2 separate regions of the Gossypium hirsutum genome follow, and region 1 is linked to region 2. Evidence: chromatin contacts called from public Hi-C data. All regions are on one chromosome and are shown on one strand. The core of a region is the stretch at or near the end of the contact, and the rest is flanking DNA. Distances in the headings are between cores, read along the strand shown.

Region 1 (3,072 bases), core at 327-2,826, 260 kb before region 2:
TCTAATACTATCACAAAATATATATTTTTAAAAAAGATAATATTATATAAAACAAATAATTAACCTATAAATTATTTTTAAAAATAATTATATCTATTTCCTCACTTTATTTGCTTTTTTTTCCGGTGGGGAGTGATCTTTAGACTATATGTCGCTTCAACTTGCACATCTGGTCCCTCCACTCTCCCCGAAGAACAGGAGTGACACCAAAGTAATTATATATCTTTTTTACTGAATCACAGTGAAGAGGCTTCCTATATAAGCACAACCAAATTAATAATAAAAAAAAACCCTGTAAATGAAGTATAGAAATTAGAGGTTAGAGCCAAATATACAATTATCCTTTTTCTTTTTCTCCAGTGGTCAAATTTTTTACCACCGTCAAATCCCACCAATGAAAGAAAAACTGCCTAAATAGAAAAACCAAAAAGATTTTTCATTACGACTAATAATTAATACAAAAGGTTTCATCATTTTTTCAGCGTAACCTAGACTTACCTCCACTACAGTGTGCATGATAGGAATTGCCCCCGGTGCATTTTAGCAACCACCTCCCTTTTCCCCTTCCTTTTTTCCCTCGGGGTAGCCGCCAAAAGAGACGGAACAAAAATTACATCATAAAAGTTGGAGGGTCATGATTCAATCAATTTTTTTTTAACTTCCTATTTCCTTTCCCATTCACCATCTGAATCTTCCGGGTCGGGCATCTTGTTCAAGTCAACCCGATGTAAAAAACCGCCTGTACTTGGCTTCAACTCTTCGTCATAACCATGATTATAATTATGACCACGATGATTATGATGGTGGTGGTGGTGGTGAGCTGCCTCAAGAGCATCAACTCTAGCACCAACTTCAATAGCTTTTTTCCTTATAGTAGCCGCTGACAAATCCCCACCGAGAGAGCCGCCACCGGCGCTGCCAACTCTCTCTCCCGCCAAAAGGTCAGGAAAGTTCAACCTCGCCGACGGTCCACGCAGGTAAAAAACCGCCGTGTCATAAGCTCGAGCCGCCGCAACAGGTGTTGAATAAGACCCTAACCAAATCCTCGACCGTTTATTGGGTTCCCTAATCTCAGCCACCCATTTCCCCCACTTCCTCATCCTTATCCCTTTGTAAGGCCTCTCCGCCGTGGACTTCCTCGAACTCTCCCTTGAAGCAACAACTCCTGTTCCATTCTCCATGCCTTGCAAATTATTGGAGAAATCCTATGTTCCTCAACTCTGGGTTGTGTAGTCGGGAGGCTTGGGTTTTTATTAGAACAGGGGAAGAAAGCTGGAACTATGAAGGGGGAGGAGAAGAATGGAGAGTTGGAGATGACATAGTTAGTTTGGTTGTGTCGTGTTTGAAATGTAATGTTTTTCCGACACAACAAAGTTATATGTTAGAACAAACAAAGAAAGGCAGAGAGAAAGAGAAGGAAAAAAAACTATAAAAGAGAAGATCCAAATTCACCGACACAAATCTATGTGGAGTAAGGGAATTTTGTTATAAATACAACATACACAATATTATTATTCTTAGTAATTGTTATAACTGGGGGAAAAAGGGAAACGGGGCGTGGACTTGGATGCTTTAAAGCATGGCATGTTGGGGTTGTCATTGGCATATAAATATGAATTTTATTGTCTTCCATCTTCTTTTATTATCTTTGATTTCAAACTTATTTTACACCTAATTTATTGTTTAAATATTAGTTTATGATTTTGTTTTCTTATTGCGATGCTTTCAAAATAGAATTTATTAATCTCATTTCTTTCATATTAAAATAGAGAGATGAAACCGGTGTCCTTAGGTGTTTGTTTAGCTAAGATTTCACACTACAGTATACTTTAATCATTAATTAAAGAATACATAAAAAAAACTTGATCACGCAAACAATTAAGTGATTAGGAAGGCGGTGATGGAGGGATTGGAGGAATTGTCGTTTTGTGGGCAAGTGAAGTGAATTTCAAAGGGTTTTAAAAAGGAAATTACTTTTTCGTTTTCTCAACCTTTTTTAATTAATCAATAATTAAACTCAATTTCATGATAATGATTCTATCTTTGTTTGTTTTGCCATCTTTTTATTATAATAATTTTGTTTTTAAAGGAGTGAGTAGGCGAGCAAGAGCTAAGAGATAGGGTAGGTCGGTGTTCGGTCGGTGGATAGATACCGTTAGGAATTGACTTTCTCTCCACGCAATGGGTGGATGGGCTTTTTTGTCTTTCTACTTTTTAGTTTATAAACTTTTTTTAGCACGTTTGTTAAAATTTATAGCTTTCATTGTTAATTGGAGTTTTTTAGAATTCTGAAACATAGAAATAAATAATTGACGGGTGGAACGCGGATGTCTTGAACATACTGAACTTGTAGTTGTAATCAGTGGGTTTTTAATTTCACATTTTAACTGTTTGAAGGTGTATTTATATTTGTATTGTCAACTAAAATGTTTAATATCGAATTTTCATTTATATCAGTTTTGGTTTTAATTTTTATGCAAGCCATAAGCATTTATTGTTGGTAAAGAAGTTAAAGAAATCTCTCTACCACGGGCTGAGTTAGAGCGAGCTGTGAAGAATGTAGAGAATAAGGATCCATTACTTGTGAATAGTGATGACTTGGAAATGGAGGAGGCAATCTTTAAGGAGAAGTTTATGGCAAATGCACATGGAGACAATAAGACAGAAGGGGTTCTTGGATGATAATGAGATAGCTCTACATGAAGATGATGTGCATATCTCAACGGATGACCCTTATCTAGATATTTGCTTTTCTAAAAGAGTTCATGGTCTAACTGATCAGAGTATGCACCAAATGCTTATTGTTCGTTTTCTTGGCTGAACAATTGGGTATCGGGCACTTGAGAACATAATTAAAAGCCTTTGGGAAGTTGTTGGTGAATTCAAAATTGTCAATCTGGATAATAATTATTTCCTTGTGAAGTTTGCCAACCAAAAGGTCTTGGTGGGAGGATCTTGGATGGTCTATGGACATTATCTTATTGTTCAGCCATGGAGCCACGAGTTTTCTACAAAAGTGTCACATCTATCGAAAATTGTTGCTTAGATTCATTTACCAAGACTCCCATATAT
Region 2 (2,850 bases), core at 14-2,513:
ATTTATAAAATTTATAATATATATTTAAGTTTTTAAAAAATTAAACTTTGGAATGAATAAACCTAGTTTATTCTAGCAAAAAAATAAAAACATTCCACTTAATTTTTTATTTTTATAAATGAATTTTTATTTTTGCTGATTTGGTAGTATAACTGTCGTGTTTTATGTCAATACTGTTAATGGCCACGTCAGTGCTATAATGATCAATATTAGTTAAATGACCTATTTACCCAAATTTATTAATTCAAGACTTAATTAGGTGAAAGAAAAAAAGAGAAATATCTTAATTGATTTTTTAGAAAAAGTTTGATGGGCTAAAAGTACCATCAAGCCTAATTCCTAGATTTAAACTTCAAAATATGTTTTCATTGTAAAAGTTGTACAAGTTTTGGGGAAAAGAAGAAAAAGTTGATGGGAGTAAAAGTACCATCAAGCCTAATTCCTAGATTCAAACTTTAAAATATGTTTTCATTGTAAAAGTTGTACAAGTTTTGGGGAAAGAAGAAAAAGTTGATGGGGTAAAAGTACCATCAAGCCTAATTCCTAGATTTAAACTTTAAAATATGTTTTCCTTGTAAAAGTTGTACAAGTTTTGGGGAAAGAAAGAAGCTGCATAAATTTGGCGTGATGAATATTTTTTGTTTATTAAATGATTTACAACTTAATAGAGAAAAGGAAGTGCAGAGAGTCGTGATTATTTTATCATCTCACCGTCCCCACCACTACACTATATAATTCCATGAAAGACCCACAACCAACCACTGCAATTTAATTCAAGGAAAGACCACTTCAATATATATCGGGATTTAAATACGAGTAGAATCCAATTTTTTAAGACTTACATCCAGAATGAAAAGCATTGTACTTTTCGAGATTACTGCAACAACAATAACAGTAGAGTGAAAACATTGCATTTGGGTTGCAAATATAGTGGGGGATATAGGAAACTTGAGTGGAGCCATTTGAACCGCATAAACTACACTAGTTCTTCTTTGTGGTGGGTCTGAGGATTTGCCATTTCTAACTTTCTACCTTCAGAAAGGATACAAAGTTTGGGGATAATGTTGTACTCAATCTGATGTTTCTTCACACTTTACAAACTTAAAATCTTCAAATGCAGAATTTGATGCAGTATGAGTGAAATTATTGAACAGACTTGAATGCAATGGATTAAGACAGCTAAAAAAAGTCAATGATTTAAAACGACAAGAAACCATCAACCGGCGTGATTAATAAATATATTCATTATAAACCAACTAACTGGTGTTGTTGAACTAAGGAAAAGTAAAAAACGTTGGGTTCTTTAGAACAGTAAACGCCGTGATCAGAATAGACGTATCAAGGAAAATGGATAAGTTTACTGTATCCATACAACATGAATCTTAGTCAAGTCGTCAACCAAGCCCAAGGTCTTTCTTTTTAGCCATTATTGTCCTTCACTAAACCAAACCACCTTCTTGGCCATCAACCAGTTTCAATGGGAAACCTATGGTTCCTCAACCTACTCTTGCCTTTGTTTCTTCTTCAGTTGTTTCCTATTTTGGTTGTCTCAAAACCCTATGTTTTTCCTGAAAAATACTTCATCAACTGTGGGTCTGATTCTTCCCTCCCACTGGGCAGTAGGAAATTTGTTGGTGACATGAACCCAAACTCCTCCTCTGTCACAAATGGCAAAACTGTGAAAGACAGCAGCCAGCAGTCATCGTTAGACTCGGGTCTGTATCAAACAGCAAGGTTTTCAGGACACCCTTTTTCCTATGATCTCGATATCACTGACAAAGGCCTGTATGTGGTACGCCTTCATTTCTTTCCTTTTCCTAATCTAGCTGATGCTTTATTCAATGTTTCAGCTTCAAGTAAGTCTCTGCTATCCAATTTCAGTGTAAGAAACACTACTTCTGTCCCTGTGATTAAGGATTTCTTAGTGCCTATTAGTTCATCCAAGTTTAGAATCTTCTTCATCCCCGCACATCAATCATCTATTGCATTTGTGAACGCCATAGAAGTTTTTCTTGTTCCGAGTCTAAAGGATAACCGAACTCATCTGAGTTCTGCAGGAAGTAAGGGTCTTTACCAGGGTTTGCCCTCTCAGTTGCTTAGAACACTTCATAGAGTTGCTTTTGGGAGCCCATCCCCATCCATTAATGACTCAACAGTCGTTGCATCAGAATGGGTAGCTGATGATGACTACATAGTTGTTCGAAATTGGGCCAAAAATTGTAGTTATCAATCGACTATTAAGCTACACTACGATGATGAAACTATGGATACTGATAACTATACTGCAGCCTCTCGAAACTTTATCCCCGATCGTGTCTATATGGGTTGCAAAAATGTAGCCCTAAATGATGGGCAGTCATCAAAGTCTACTAACATTACTTGGCATTTCAATGTCAGTAGGAACGCCCAGCATCTTGTCCGACTCCATTTCTGTGACATTCTTAGTAAGTCACCCAACACTGTCAATTTCAGCGTCTCTATATACAATAACTTCAGCCAACAAATCGATCCTTACCAGTATTCTGTCAACACGGCTGCTCCATTCTACAATGAGTTTGTGGTTGACTCAGGTGAGTCTGATTTCATTAGTGTTAGTATTGTTCCTTGGGAGGGCTTTACAGAGAGATTTGCTTACCTGAATGGACTCGAGATCATGGAGTTCATCACTCAACCAGGTTTGGAACCTAACATTAGTGAGCCAAAAGGGAAGAATTCAGTGTTTATCATAATCGGTTCAGTCATTGGGTTTGTTGTTCTTTGTAGTTTGGTAGTGACATACTTGTTTAAGAAACGAAGAAAAGCTAGATCTTTTGAGCCAATGCCTTCATATGGTACCCTTCCTTTTGGAGG

What was found. Hi-C and Micro-C count contacts between places; a contact is called where the count stands out from the background.
Region 1: a contact with region 2 is called in a Hi-C map of leaf, with 1.8 times the contacts expected there. The contact joins the promoter of LOC107945403 here to the promoter of LOC121224095 in region 2. A contact is called at or near these places in 4 of 34 Hi-C or Micro-C datasets (all in leaf).

Annotation. Positions count from the first base shown.
Region 1 is chrD12:30,517,802-30,520,873 of Gossypium_hirsutum_v2.1, reverse strand. LOC107945403 (ethylene-responsive transcription factor RAP2-10) reads right to left here and starts at 1,576. Exons shown (of 2, transcript XM_041107905.1): 1 at 499-1,576. The coding sequence starts at 1,181. The coding sequence ends at 663.
Region 2 is chrD12:30,252,824-30,255,673 of Gossypium_hirsutum_v2.1, reverse strand. It overlaps LOC121224095 (probable receptor-like protein kinase At2g23200), which reads left to right and starts at 1,263. Exons shown (of 1, transcript XM_041106622.1): 1 at 1,263-2,850. The coding sequence starts at 1,478.